4 separate regions of the Sus scrofa genome follow, and regions 2, 3 and 4 are each linked to region 1. A link is a contact called in public HiChIP or PLAC-seq and promoter capture Hi-C data. All regions are on one chromosome and are shown on one strand. Each heading gives the region's core, a stretch centred on a gene start, on an enhancer-like site or on the middle of the called end of the contact. The rest is flanking DNA. Distances are from core to core; before and after follow the strand shown.

Region 1 (3,262 bases), core at 463-2,962:
CATATAAGTGATAACACAGTATTTCTCCTTCTCTGTCTGATTTATTTCACTAAGTATAATACCCTCCAGGTCCATCCACGTTGTTCAAATGGGAAAATTTCATTCTTTTTTATAGCCAAATAGTATTTTGTTGCTATTTTATATATATAAAAATCTTCTTTATTCATTTGTGTTTTTTTTTTTTTTGTCTTTTGTCTTTTTGTCTTTTGTTGTTGTTGCTATTTCTTGGGCCACTCCCGCGGCATATGGAGGTTCCCAGGCTAGGGGTTGAATCGGAGCTGTAGCCACCCGCCTACGCCAGAGGCACAACAACGCAGGATCCGAGCCGCGTCTGCAACCTACACCACAGCTCACGGCAACGCCGGATCATTAACCCACTGAGCAAGGGCAAGGATCGAACCCGCAACCTCATGGTTCCTAGTCGGATTCGTTAACCACTGAGCCACGACGGGAACTCCTATTCATTTGTTGATGGACACTTAGGTTGCTTCCATATCTTGGCAACTATAAACAATGCTGCTATGAATATTGGGGTGCATGTATCTTTTTGAATTAGTGTTTTTGTTTTCTTGGATATACACCCAGGAGAGGAATTGCTGGATCATGTGGTAGGTCTACTTTTAGTTTTTTTGGGAACCTCCATAGTGTTTTCCAAAGTAGCTGCACAAATTTACATTCCCATCAACAGTGCAGCAGAGTTCCCTTTTCTCCATATCCTAGCCGACATTTTTTGTGTGTGTGTTTTTGCTTTTTGAGGGCCGCACCCACGGCATATGGAGGTTCCCAGGCTCGGGGTCGAATCGGAGCTGTAGCCACCGGCCTACACCAGAGGCACAGCCACAGCAACGCTGGATGTGAGCCGCGTCTGCAACCTACACCACAACTCACGGCAACGCCGGATCCTTAACTCACTGAGCAAGGCCAGGGATCGAACCTGCAACCTCGTGGTTCCTAGTTGGATTCATTAAACACTGAGTCACGATGGGAACTCCAACATTGTTTTTTGTGGTCGTTTTGATGATAGCCATTCTGACAGGTGTGAGGTAATACCTGTGATTTTGATTTGCATTTCTCTGATGATTATCGATGTGGAGCACCTCTTCATATGCCTATTGGCCATCTGTATACCTTCTTTGGAAAAGTGTCTATTCAGGTCTTCTGCCCATTTTTTAATCAGGTTTTTTATTTGAGTTGTATGAGCAGTTAATATATTTTGGATATTAACCCCTTATCACTCATATCATTTGCAAATATTCTCTCCCATTCAGTATGTTGTCTTTTCGTTTTGTGGATGGTTTCCTTTGCTGTGCAAAACCGTTTAAGTTTAACTGGGCCCCATTTGCTTGTTTTCACTCCTGTTTTCTTTGCTTTAGAAGACAGATCAAAAAAATATTACTATAATTTATGTCCAAGAACGTTCCAAGTAGCCTTTTTCTTTTTCTGGCCACACCTGCAGCATGCAGAAGTTCCCAGCCTAGGGACTGAACCCTCACCACAACAGTAACCCTTGCCATAGCAGTGACAACACCAGGTCCTTAACTCACTGGGCCACCAGGGAACTCCTAGGTAGCCTTTTTTAAGGCAGAATTTTAGAAATTCTAACACATGCTACAACCCGAATGAACCTAGAAGACATTTGCTAAGTGAAATGGACCATTCATAAAAAGACAAATGTGGTATGATTCCACTTACGTGAAGTTCCTAGAGAAGTCAGAGTCATAAAGTAGCTTGATTTCCAGGGGCTGAGGGAGGGGAGAACAGGGAGTTGTTTAGTGGGTACAGAATTTCAGTTTTGCAACAAGAAAAGAATTGTGGAGACTGGTTGCCCAATCACGTGAATGTACTTACTACTGCTGCCTATACACTTAAAAATGGTTAAGGTGGTCAATTTTATGTTACTCTACAACTAAAATTTTTTAAACTTAAAATTTTCTTAATCTCATGAACTATCCGTGCCCAAATTTCCACTTCTTGTAAACGTCAACATTTTTTTTCCCAGTGTTTGTTTGAACTAGGATCCAAATAAAATCCACAAGTTGCCACAGGTCATGTCCCTTAAGTTGTTTTTAACGTATAAATTCCCTTCCCCTCTTCCTTGCAACTTATTTGAGGAAACAAGTTGCCTGCCCGTCGTTTCTCACAGCCTAGAGTCTGCTCCCTGCATCCCTGTGGTGTCCTTTAACCCTTTCCGCCATTCTCTGTAGTCCCTGTAAATTGGTAGGTGGCCGTAAAGGCCCTGGGCTAGCTTTGATGTGGTCTCAGGAGGAGACCAAAGACATCCATTTCTGCGGGGCCAGCCCAGCCGGACCTGAAAAAGCGAGGCTAAACCACCAGCCAAGCCGCTTCGAGTGACAAAGACGCAGTTTACACACCTAAGTCCGCCTTTAAAAGCCGGGGGAGGAGGAAAAGGGGTGGGGCGTAACTACGTGGGAAAAACTCTTTGTCCGGTTTCCACCCGCGTAATCAAGTTACGAAATAAACAGCCAGCGCGGGGCGGGGCCCTTAGCCGGAAGTGACGCAGGCGCGGCCACGGCAGAGTGGCCGTAGAGGCGGGGCCACGGCTAGACGGGCTGCTCCGGGGCCACACTTCCGGCTATCGCCCAGGGAGACGCGCCCTGTGAAGTCCCGACCAGGCTCCGCCCGCTAGGGTCTCCTGTGACCCGGACCGCATTGGCGGCCCTGCGGGCGGGATGTTCCGGGGTTTGAGCAGTTGGTTTGGCTTGGAGCAGCCGGCGCCGGGTGGCCGGCAGTCCGAGGGAGATGGGCAGCCTAAGGGAGACGCTCCACCCGAGCAGCGCTCCGAGGCGGTGGCAGAGACAGCGGAGGGGGAACCTCAGCAAGCCGGGGACCAGGAGCTCCTTCATCAGGCCAAAGGCCTCGGCAGTGAGTCTCTCCCCGGCCCCGGGGACCAGAGAGTTTCAGAGAGCGTCCGTATCCCTCCTCCTGCCGCCCCTGGGCGTGGGCCACCACTGGTCGGGGGGAGGAGGGAGGGAGCGGAAGGCGTGTCTGTTGTCTGGAGAGCTTGGTGTGGATCTGGGCAAGGCCGAAGCTTTATCTTGCAGTCAAATCCTGTGCCCGAAGTTCCTGGTGACATGTCACTCTTGGCACAGTGTGTCACCATTGCAAGCAGGGCCGAAGTAAAGCAGTGGGGCTCGACGTCTTTAGGGTTGACGAGGAATCTCTTTTTTGTTCATCTCGCCAACTTTCCCCTCTATGACTTCCGGAGGACTGAGGACGTTGGAGAGCTCGAATTGGTCGAAAG
Region 2 (3,262 bases), core at 297-2,796, 960 kb before region 1:
GCCAGCAACATGAATGGAGCTAGAGACTCATATGAAGTGAATTAAGTCAGAAAGAGAAAGACAAATACCATATGATATCACTCATATCCGGAATCTAATACACAGCACAAATGACCTTTCCACAGAAAAGAAACTCATGGACATGGAAAACAGATTTGTGGTTGTCAAGGGGGAGGGAGTGGGATGGACCAGGAATATGGGGTTCACACATGCAAACTATTGCCTTTGGAATGGATAAACAATGAGATCCTGCTGTATAGCACTGGGAACTCTATCTAATCACTTATGATGGAGCATGATAATATGACAAAAAGAATGTATACATGTATGTGTGACTGGGTCACCTTGCTGTACAGTAAGTAGAAAATTGACAGAACACTGTAAATCAGCTATGATGGAAAAAATTAAAATCATTAAACAAATTTTAAAAATAAAATAGAAAAAAACAAAAAAGTTTCCTTGGTAAATATTCTTTACTAATTCTGTCAGATTTAGCTACTATTTTCTAAGAGGGGAGGATTAAAGTATTATGGATTTTAAGGAAAAATTGTGAATTTGTCCCTGCGAGTCTGAACATGTTTGTTACATATTTGTTTTACATATTATATTTACATATTTTAGGCAATGTTTTTGGTACATACATGTTGACGCTTTTTCTTCTGTCGGATTGTTTATCAGTAGATAGTCTTTTTCTTTTAATGCTTATTCTTTTATTTGTCTGATATGAATATTAATATACCAGCTTTCTTTCAGTGAATATTTACTTTTTTTTCTTTTGCTTCATTTTTAACTTTTCCAGGAGTTTTTGTTTTGGCATTTCTTTTTTTGTGTTTGAGAATAAAGATGATTTAAAAAAAACAAAACTCCTTTAGGTTTGCTCTGTCACTGGAACACAGTACTCCATAAACAGGATTTCAATGAATAACTAAATGGCTCATGGAAAGGGCCCTTTCCCTAGGAGTGCCATTCAGAGACTTTTGGACAGGAAAAAAAAGCTGGTAATAATAACCTCCTCACATTTTTCCTGTGGACCCAGAATTGTAAATGAAGTAAAGAAGATTAATCTCGGAGCAAGGGGCAGAGATCTTAAGTGTGGTGTTGTTGTCTCCACAGGCCCTAGACTGCAGGAGGGCACTAGGTGCCTAGGAAAAGTCGTGTGAAGGCGACATCAGGAAGTAGAAGGGTGTGCTTACTGCGTGCAGCCAGCTAGCATTTAAAGTCAGCTGAGGAGCTGGTAGGAACACAGTTCCAGTTGGTCCTCAGTTATGTTTCCTATCTGGTTTCTGCTCCTAGAGATGTGGTGTTTGGAACTGGGAAAAATATGAAGAAAGACTGTTTTTAGACGGGGATCAGATATATGCAGGCTTGTTTCACTCTATAAATGGCTCTGACATCTAGCTCTGAGACCTGGGCGACTTAGTTCGGGAAATTCGTGGGCCCTGGCTGTTCCACTCCGGCTTCCCAGGACCAGGCTCCGCCTGCAGAGGGAGAGCAGGAGGCGTGGACCTGGCCAGTGTGCAACTACAAGTGGATGGTCTGAGAATGCGGTGAGCAGCCGTGACGGAAGTGTAGGGAAATGCGCACGCGCGGAGTGAGGGTGCCCAACAAGGATCTCAAGATCTTAAGGTGGGGTGTGCGCTGAGCGCTGGGATTGGCCAAGACAAAGGAGAGGAGAACTTAGAAGAGAAAAAATGGGGCCCAGGACTGAGGGGCGGGGCCTGGACACCGTGGGAAGGAGCGTCAGCGACGGCAAACGTCGAGAGGGGCGTGGCCTAGGCCGAGCCAAGCGGTAAGCCCTGAAATTGTGGGACTTAGGCCGTGAAGAGCGTGGCGCAGCTGCCCGTAAGGGCAAGGCAGATTCGGTCGAGATTGCGGGAGCGGGGAGCTCTGGCAGAGAACGGAGGAATTACCAGAGTGGAAAGCCAAGAGAGGGACACAAGGGAGGAGCTTGGGGTCTGCGCAAGGAGTGTGGCCCGGAGGATAAGGGGAAAGCGCAAGGAAGAAGGGTCCAGGGGCGTGGACGCCGATGGAAAGGCGGTCCCAGGGGTAGTGTAGGGGACGCGAGTGACGTAACAAAAAGGACGGCCCTGTGTAGGTGCAGCGTAAGAACGTACCTTGAACGTGGGGACGCGGCGCGTCCCTGGGGGTGTGGCTTTGCTGCACTCAGGGGGTTCGACAAAGATGGCCCAGCTCCAAGTAGGGATGGGCCTGAGCGGAGGCCAGGGGCGGGACCAAGTTAGCGCGCAGGCGCTTGAGTGGAGCGGGATGCCCGCAGCCATGGCAGCACAGACGTAGTTGGGGCGGAGGGCAGGCGCAGACCCGGACCCTGGCTCGTCGGAAAACAAGTTCGGGTTCCGACGCGGGGAGTTTTGCCGGAGCAGTACTTCAGGCTTTGTCAGGACGTGGGCCGGGCGAACGAAGGCGTGACGTGATTGCGTATATGACGTGTGACGTAAGGGGCGGGACGAGGGGCGTGTTCAATATGGCCGCGCACATTAGCCGCTTCTGGTAGCTAACAGAGGGGTTTACGGTCAGCTAAACATTCTGGTAAGGTCGGATCGCGATATGGAGCGTGGACAGCAGGGGAACCTAGCCTAGCAAAGAGAACAGGCACCCTCCTGCACACGACCAGGTGCTGCACTGGGCCCTGGAACGAGGACAGGTGTTGGTCCCGCCAGGATGTGGGGGAAGAGGCAGGGAATTGCTCCTTTCCTACTCTCAACCCTTTTCCTCCGCTATGAGGTCTTCAGAAAACCACACCGCGTCCGGGTTTTGTGCATTTAACGGTAGAGCAGCTGTTAGAGAATTTTGGAAGTGGGGGACTTGCGGTTTTAGAAACCGGGGCACAGCAAGCTGGCATTCACTACGATCTGCATTGTTGACCTTTTCCCTGGCTATGCCAAGGGCTACGGACGGACTCGCAACCAACCCCAGGGCAAGGGATCAGCGCCGTGTCGTGTGGACACATCTGAGCCTTCTCTCCTCCTCGGTTATTTTTCCTTTCCTTTTCCTTTTGTACCCCAGCCCAGAACTAGAGGGGGGAAGAACTTACAAAATAACGTTGTTAGTGGTTGTGATTCTTTCTGGCATGAATTAAAAAATAAAAGTTACAGCTTTGAGGATGCTGGGAAGTCGTTATTATTAATGTGTAGTTCCCTAGCATTTATTTTTGCTGAGGAAGCTTGAAAAATATGGGGAGATAATGAAGATGTGTACATTTTATTTTGGTTAGAACTCAATTCTTTGTCAACCACTGTAAACC
Region 3 (3,262 bases), core at 244-2,743, 840 kb before region 1:
GTGGGCTTCTGGTGAATGTTTTCAAGGAGGCACTAGGAAAAATGGGTAGTTTAGAAATTGGGTACCTCAGTAATTTTGATTTGGAGGAGAGGAACAAAGGTAAACCAGGGAACTTACCCAATTATCAAAAGATTGGGGGAGTTCCCGTCGTGGCACAGTGGTTAACGAATCCGACTAGGAACCATGAGGTTGCGGGTTCGGTCCTTGCCCTTGCTCAGTGGGTTAAGGATCCGGCGTTGCCGTGAGCTGTGGTGTAGGTTGCCGCGTTGCTGTGGCTCTGGCGTAGGCCGGTGGCTGCACAGCGTTGCTGTGGCTCTGGCGTAGGCCGGTGGCTGCTGGCTGCAGCTCCGATTCAACTCCATATGCCGCGGGAGTGGCCCAAGAAATAGCAAAAAAAAAAAAAAAAAAAAGATTGGGGTTGTTAATCATGTTGCAGTTACAATGTGTCCTTCAGGGAAACATTTTTTCTTGGTCTTGTCTCCGACGTTGTATGTGTACGTCTAATTATTAGTAGGGTTAATTTTGCTTTCTCCACCCCTTACTCTCATTGCCCAGTTTAATCCTGTGTCACTTCTCACCTAGACTGCAATATTCCAGCTGTATCTTTTATATTGCAAACCAGAGTAACTTACCTAAAACACAAATATGACCACAACAAACCTTAAGGCTTCTTGGAATGGCCCTCCTCCATAACCTAGCCCCAGCCCTATGCCTACCGCTCACCTCTTCCTCTCTCCCTGCTACTCTCGAATTGCCCTTTATATTCGATGGCCAAAATTCTCGCAGTTCTGGCAGATTCCACACTCTCACCTCTCAGTGCCTTTGCTTATGCTGGCTTACCTGCAGTTCCATCCCCACCCCTCGTCGCCTGAGTAAAGACCGTCTGCCTTCAAAATTCAACTCAGGCGTCAGAAAGCTCTCCCTGAATCCCCAGGGGGACTATGTTAAATAAACTTAGTTGTCTATGAATTATCTAGTCTATGAATTGGTCCTTCTCTGCCTTTAGATTTCAAATTCCTAGCGAGCAGAGATGCTACTTTGTAGCCTCAGTTGTTAAATTCGGCGGCAGATGTAAAAGGAGCGGGGGCGGAGTGTGGAGCTTTGTCTGAGGCGTTGATAGGTGGAACCACGGAAGGAGGCAGAGCCTGGGACTGGAAAACTAGAGAGCAGCGTGTGTGGGAAGAGGCTTCGTGAATGGACAAGAGAAAATAGGAGGAGGTGTGACTTTAACTTCTTTGCCATAAGACACCTCATTTTGATGTGGAGAGAGGTAGTGATAACGCACTGGGGAAGCGCTAGGAGGAAAGAATTACTTACAGGGTAGAGGGGGGACACCAGATGATTTTTCGGGAAGGAGACATTTAGTTGTGCAGGGTTTCGGAAGACGAGGCACCTACCTCCGCTCCTCCGTCTTTGGTCAGCCCCGGCTGAGGCAAGTTCCCCGCCCCTCTCGCCTGAGAGGCCGCGCGGCGCTCGCGCCTGCGCGCTGCCGCGCGCGCAGGCCCTCCAGCCCGCCCCTTCCGGCTGGCACTTGGGGGGGCGTGGCGGCGCTGGCAAGATGGCGGCGCCCGAGACAGCGATGTTTCCTGAGAAACTAAGGTGAGCCGGGCTGGGGATGATGAGCTGGGAAAGGGCGGCCGAGCGGGCGGAGGCTGGCCATGAAGGATGTACAGGCAGGGAGGAAAAAGGAAGTAGGCCAAGCAAGCGAGCCACCGCGGCAGCTGGATCTCTGCCCAGGGCGTGCCCCGGACTGTCAGCGGGCGTTGGTGGGCTCGGGGAGGCGAGTAGGGGTACAGGCGGTGAAATGGTGAAGATCTGCCCTCTGGGCACGGGACGGCGAGGCGGTGGTAAAAGTATGTTCTCTAATTAAAACACGGGAAGCAAGATTTCATTCTCCAGCACCCAAACAAGTTCCTGTCACTGGGCACGGAGGAGAGGAACTCAGACAGTGCTGCAGGTGCGGCCACTGACGCCGCGGTGTGTTTCTGTCTTATTTCCCCAGCCACAAAAAGTACAGGGCCGCCTTGAAGAAGGAGAAACGGAAGAAACGTCGGCAAGAACTCGCTCGACTCAGAGACTCAGGTAACGGACTCATCCTGTTTTCTGTGAGTGAAATTGCTCCGCCTACTGCCGTCCTAACTTGAAACCCTAGTGTCAGAAGGAAGCCAAGTACAGTATCTTATAAAGAATTGCTGTGGTCACTATCTCCTCCAAAGTTATCTTAGATCCGTGTCAGAAACAATATTAAAGTACTAAAGAGGGGGGAAGAAGTCACAGTAAATCATCACCCAGTGGTTAACTGTATTTATGAAGTATTTAATATTACAGGTGCAGGCATCATTAATTACAGCAGCTAGCACAGCTCTTTCACATAGTAAATATTCGGTGAATGTCCTTTGTAAAACCAGAAGGAGTTGAGGTCTTTAGGCATTTTGCACGTTTTTTCTCAAACTTCACTAACTTAAGAGACCCGTTGTTGGAGTTTCCCTGTAGCACAACCGGGATCGGTGGCGTCTTGGGAGCGCTGGGACCAGGGTTCAATCCCCGGACTGGCACAGTGGATTAAGGATCCAGACATTGCTGCAGCTGCGGCTTAAGTCGCTACTGCGGCTAGGATCTGATCCCTGGCCTGGGAACTCCATATGCCACCGGGCGACCAAAAAAGAAAAAAAGAGAGAGGGAGAGACCCACTGTTGATGTTATGTAAATATATATGCATAAAACTAGTTATGAAACTTACTCGACTTATAAAACAATATACTTACAGATTACAAAACCAAGTGAAATCATGCATCCAGTAAAATTAAAATCCACGTTAATGTGGTGTTAAGGACGATGGGAAACATGCTCACAACATGAATTTGGTACCATGTGGATTTTGGAATGCCACTGCTACTGCTGTCCTGTAGTTATTTTTCAGTTTTTTTCCTATTAAAATATTGTTGGAATTCCTGGCATGGCTCAGCAGAAACGAATCTGACTAGTATTCATGAGGAGACAGGTTCCATCCCTGGCCTTGCTCAGTGGGTTAAGGATCCAGCATTGACGTGAGCTGGGGTGTGGGTCACAGACCCAGCTCAGATCCCGCCTTGCTGTGGCTGTGCATGTGGCGTAGGCTGGCAGCTACAGCTCCGATTCGACCTAGCCTGGGAACTTCCATATGCCTGGGGTGCAGCCCTGACAAAAAAATAATAATAATAAAAATACAATGAAATATACTGTGGAACTGTGCTGGCCATGGTGTCATTTGACCTTCACATGG
Region 4 (3,262 bases), core at 520-3,019, 780 kb before region 1:
AGTTTAATCAAAACAAACGATCTAAAATATGAACCAAAGAAATCCCATAAGCACAATTTTTCTTAAGAAAAGCCTGACTCAAGTACCCCCTTTCACCTCATTTTAAAAATACCAATATAAATATACACTCAATAAAGTGAGTTAATATATTTTTACCTAAGAGAATATAAACCTTTAAAAAGCCAAAGTAAGAGCTACACACATTCAGAAATTACACAAAATTCATTTAAAAGGATAAAAAACAGCATCTACAGATGGTGCGGTTGCTGAACTCTAGCGTATTTTACACAAACTATTTTGTACACGTTTATTTGGAATTTGCAAATGTTGGTTAGTTTACATGTTTAATTTTCAAGAAAAGTTTCTTATAATTCAACTAGTCTTCTCAACTGCAAACAGATAAGCACTGTTTCTACAAAGGTAATTAATTTAAAGGTAGAATTCAGACATATTTTTTTCTTTTAACTGTTCTAAGTTCCTGCAATAGTGCAATTAAGATTCAGTCTGACTTACATTCACCGCACCGTACTCCATCCGAACATGCGGTGGGGGAATTTATACAATCGATTCCGAATAAAATGGGCCCCACATTTTGCTAACAAATTATCGTCGCTTTTTGTAATAATCCAAATGGGCATCAATAAGATATTTAGAAATTTACGATGTGACAATTTAACTTTATTAAAGTTAAAACTGGCTGATTATACCTCACTTAAAACGCATCAGTGGCACGAAATAAACGAATAATACTCGTGGTATCAAAGCGCCTCACACAGAAGTGCTGCTAAGATAGCGGCACTAGAAGGGGACAGCAAGTAAAGCATCAACTGGACCACGTTTCACGCAAACCCGTTAGCAGAACTTGGAAAAGAACAGACCCGGATTCCAGGATCTCGGGGACCAGGAGGGCTGGGGGTTTGCTTTCAAAAGGAGTATGGACTCAAGACAGTCTATGGTAGGGTCCTGTACCTCCCCCCCACCACCACTTTTTCGGACAAATAAATCATTCTCTCCTGAAAAATAAATTATATGTTAGCACGGGACGATACCCGGTCGCCAGGCACAAGTATTCCTTCCCTCTAGTTAAAAACCAACGCTTTGATCTTGCTGCAAATCACAGGGCGCCTCAATTCCTCGAGACTGGTATTAAAAACAATGGGCTCGGCCGCGGAGCGGGCTCGGGGCCAGCGTTACCCCGTCCGGCCGTCTCCGATGGCTCCCCGCCGCCCCACGGGACCGCACTCCATCACTGACCGAGCCGGGGCGAGGTGACAGGCAGGAGCGGGGCAGACAATGGCAACCGTCGCCGCGCAGGGGGCGCCAAGGGTCCTCGGTCGTCGCCGCCCCCGGCAGCCGACCTCTCCCGCAAATGCCCGGCAAAACTTGAGGTGATTCCCGAACCACAGGTGCTGCGGGGACGCCGCAGCGTCCGAGGCTGGCCCCCGCATCCCGGAGCGCGGCGCCGAGCGGAGAGGGGCGCGGACGCCAAAAGAAGTGAGTTTCGGGGCGCGGTGCCCCAGAGCGGGCCAGGCGGGTGGGCGCGGGCAGGGGTGGTCGGGGCGCTCGCGGGACGGCGGGGGTCTCGCCCGACCCTCCCTCCTCGCCCCCTGTCCCCGGCACTCCCGCTCGTCTCCCGGGACTTACGGCGGCCGCGGGCCGCGGGCGCGGCGGGGCTCGGCCGGCGGCGTCGGCGGCGGCGGCGGCGGCGGCGGCGGCGGCTGAGGGGAAGCCCCTGTCGCTGAGCTGAGGAAGAGAAGCCGTGTTGCTGTGGGGAGGGGACCCGGTTCGCAGAGGGAAGGCTTAAGAGGCGAGGGGAGGGCGAGCCGACAAACCCCGCCCCGGGGGCCGGACGAAGGAGGAGCCGGGGCTGCGGCGAGCGGAGGGGCGGGCTGGGCGGCGCGCTGGAAGCTGCTCGGCTGTCGCCAACGGCACTGGAGGCAGCTCAGGTGACCGCGCGGTCCCGGGAAGCCGATTGGCCGGGTCTCTACCAAGGGGTGGGGGGTGGGGGTCCGGACCGGAAGCCAGGCCACGTGACCCGGAAACGGCTATGGGCAGGGCGGGCGCGCCTGCGCACTCCTGAATGTGCCTCAGGGACGCGCGCGCGCTGCAGTCCCGGCAGTTTAGTGGTGAGAAGATAGTATTTCGCGGTGCCCTTTGTCGACCCTTCTCTGCGGGGCGGGGAAGGTCTGGGCCGCCGAGAGGCGTGTTCGAGCTACCACAACTCCTTGCTCTGAGAGGGTGGGACTGGGAGGTGTGCTGCCCGGTGATGTTGGTGAGGGGAGAGAGGGACTGCTGCAACTCTGGGGAAAACAAGTCGGCTCTTCCGTGGAGCTCGGGTACGCGTTCAGAGGGCTTTTTGCAATTACTTTGCTTCAAAATTGTCCGGAATCTGGCCCCTCCTCCCCATCACACTGCTACAGCCCTAGACACCTTTCGCCCCAAGCTGTGCGAGTGTCTCTTCCCTGGGCTTACCTCGCCCATCCTCAGTGCTGCGGACCTGAGGAGTTACTGTACGTTCTCCGCAGAAAAGCCCAGACAGCACCTCATCTTCAAGATTCCGCTTCCTTCACACGGAGTCACCCCCCTCCTCCCTCACAGCCGCCTGGGTTCCAGTTTAGCATTGCCGACGACTTGCTCTGCCTGGCATGCCCTTGCTCTCAAATGTCACATCTGTGAAGCTTCACTCTCAAACCCTGTAAGAATGAACCCTCTTTCGCCCATATGCCTATTAACCTATTTAGCACATCTTGAGTTTTATTCATTTTGCATTCCCCTGTGTCCATTAACTTTCTATTTAGCACATTTTGACTTTTATTCATTTTGCATCTCAACCTAGTTCACTGCCTGGTGTATAACCCCAGTAATAAACGCGAGTTGACTGGTGAGGACTGTAAAATGATAGATTTGTTAAGAGCCATAGTGCTGAGCATTTTATCTGGCACATAATGAATGTCCATATTTTTTTGAATGAAAGAATGGATGAATCATCTAGTCCGACTCATCTTTTACAGATGAGGAAAGGGGAGCCCCATGGGATTAAGTGACCTTGCTTGAACAGCCACGGGTTTCTCATGTCGAATGCTATTCATTATCCCAGTCACTGAGGTTCTTACAAAGGAAGCTAGAAAATTGCTTTTGTTAAGCTGTGCCCTTTATGCAGAGGTACCCAAACATAGTCACCAGAATTTTTTAACAGTCCAAAGGGAAAAAGAGATGCTAAGTTTTCATGAAGCTAAATTTAATCAGTTTAAAAGAATCTTTA

What was found. Promoter capture Hi-C pulls out the DNA fragments that hold promoters and counts their contacts. HiChIP or PLAC-seq counts read pairs in DNA pulled down with a chosen protein or histone mark.
Region 2: a contact with region 1 is called in an H3K27ac HiChIP or PLAC-seq map of skeletal muscle, with 4 times the contacts expected there. The contact joins the promoter of LOC100621626 here to the promoter of CTPS2 in region 1. A contact is called at or near these places in 1 of 5 promoter capture datasets (liver) and 2 of 2 datasets of contacts at active chromatin or transcription factors (alveolar macrophages and skeletal muscle).
Region 3: a contact with region 1 is called in an H3K27ac HiChIP or PLAC-seq map of skeletal muscle, with 9 times the contacts expected there. The contact joins the promoter of ZRSR2 here to the promoter of CTPS2 in region 1. A contact is called at or near these places in 2 of 2 datasets of contacts at active chromatin or transcription factors (alveolar macrophages and skeletal muscle).
Region 4: a promoter capture Hi-C map of fetal skeletal muscle shows a contact between it and region 1, with 7 times the contacts expected there. The contact joins the promoter of AP1S2 here to the promoter of CTPS2 in region 1. A contact is called at or near these places in 2 of 5 promoter capture datasets (fetal skeletal muscle and liver) and 1 of 2 datasets of contacts at active chromatin or transcription factors (alveolar macrophages).

Annotation. Positions count from the first base shown.
Region 1 is chrX:13,179,419-13,182,680 of Sscrofa11.1, forward strand. CTPS2 (CTP synthase 2) reads right to left here and starts at 1,713. Exons shown (of 19, transcript XM_021080709.1): 1 at 1,693-1,713. SYAP1 (synapse associated protein 1) reads left to right here and starts at 2,596. Exons shown (of 7, transcript NM_001244109.1): 1 at 2,596-2,883. The coding sequence starts at 2,691.
Region 2 is chrX:12,222,579-12,225,840 of Sscrofa11.1, forward strand. LOC100621626 (carbonic anhydrase 5B, mitochondrial) reads left to right here and starts at 1,547. Exons shown (of 6, transcript XR_002340663.1): 1 at 1,547-1,789.
Region 3 is chrX:12,335,142-12,338,403 of Sscrofa11.1, forward strand. ZRSR2 (U2 small nuclear ribonucleoprotein auxiliary factor 35 kDa subunit-related protein 2) reads left to right here and starts at 1,494. Exons shown (of 11, transcript XM_001926794.6): 1 at 1,494-1,599; 2 at 2,003-2,082. The coding sequence starts at 1,559. It overlaps LOC106506903 (a long non-coding RNA gene), which reads right to left and starts at 1,423. Exons shown (of 5, transcript XR_001302555.2): 1 at 1,318-1,423.
Region 4 is chrX:12,395,901-12,399,162 of Sscrofa11.1, forward strand. AP1S2 (AP-1 complex subunit sigma-2) reads right to left here and starts at 1,770. Exons shown (of 5, transcript XM_003134953.5): 1 at 1,645-1,770. LOC106506905 (a long non-coding RNA gene) reads left to right here and starts at 2,057. Exons shown (of 4, transcript XR_001302558.2): 1 at 2,057-2,336.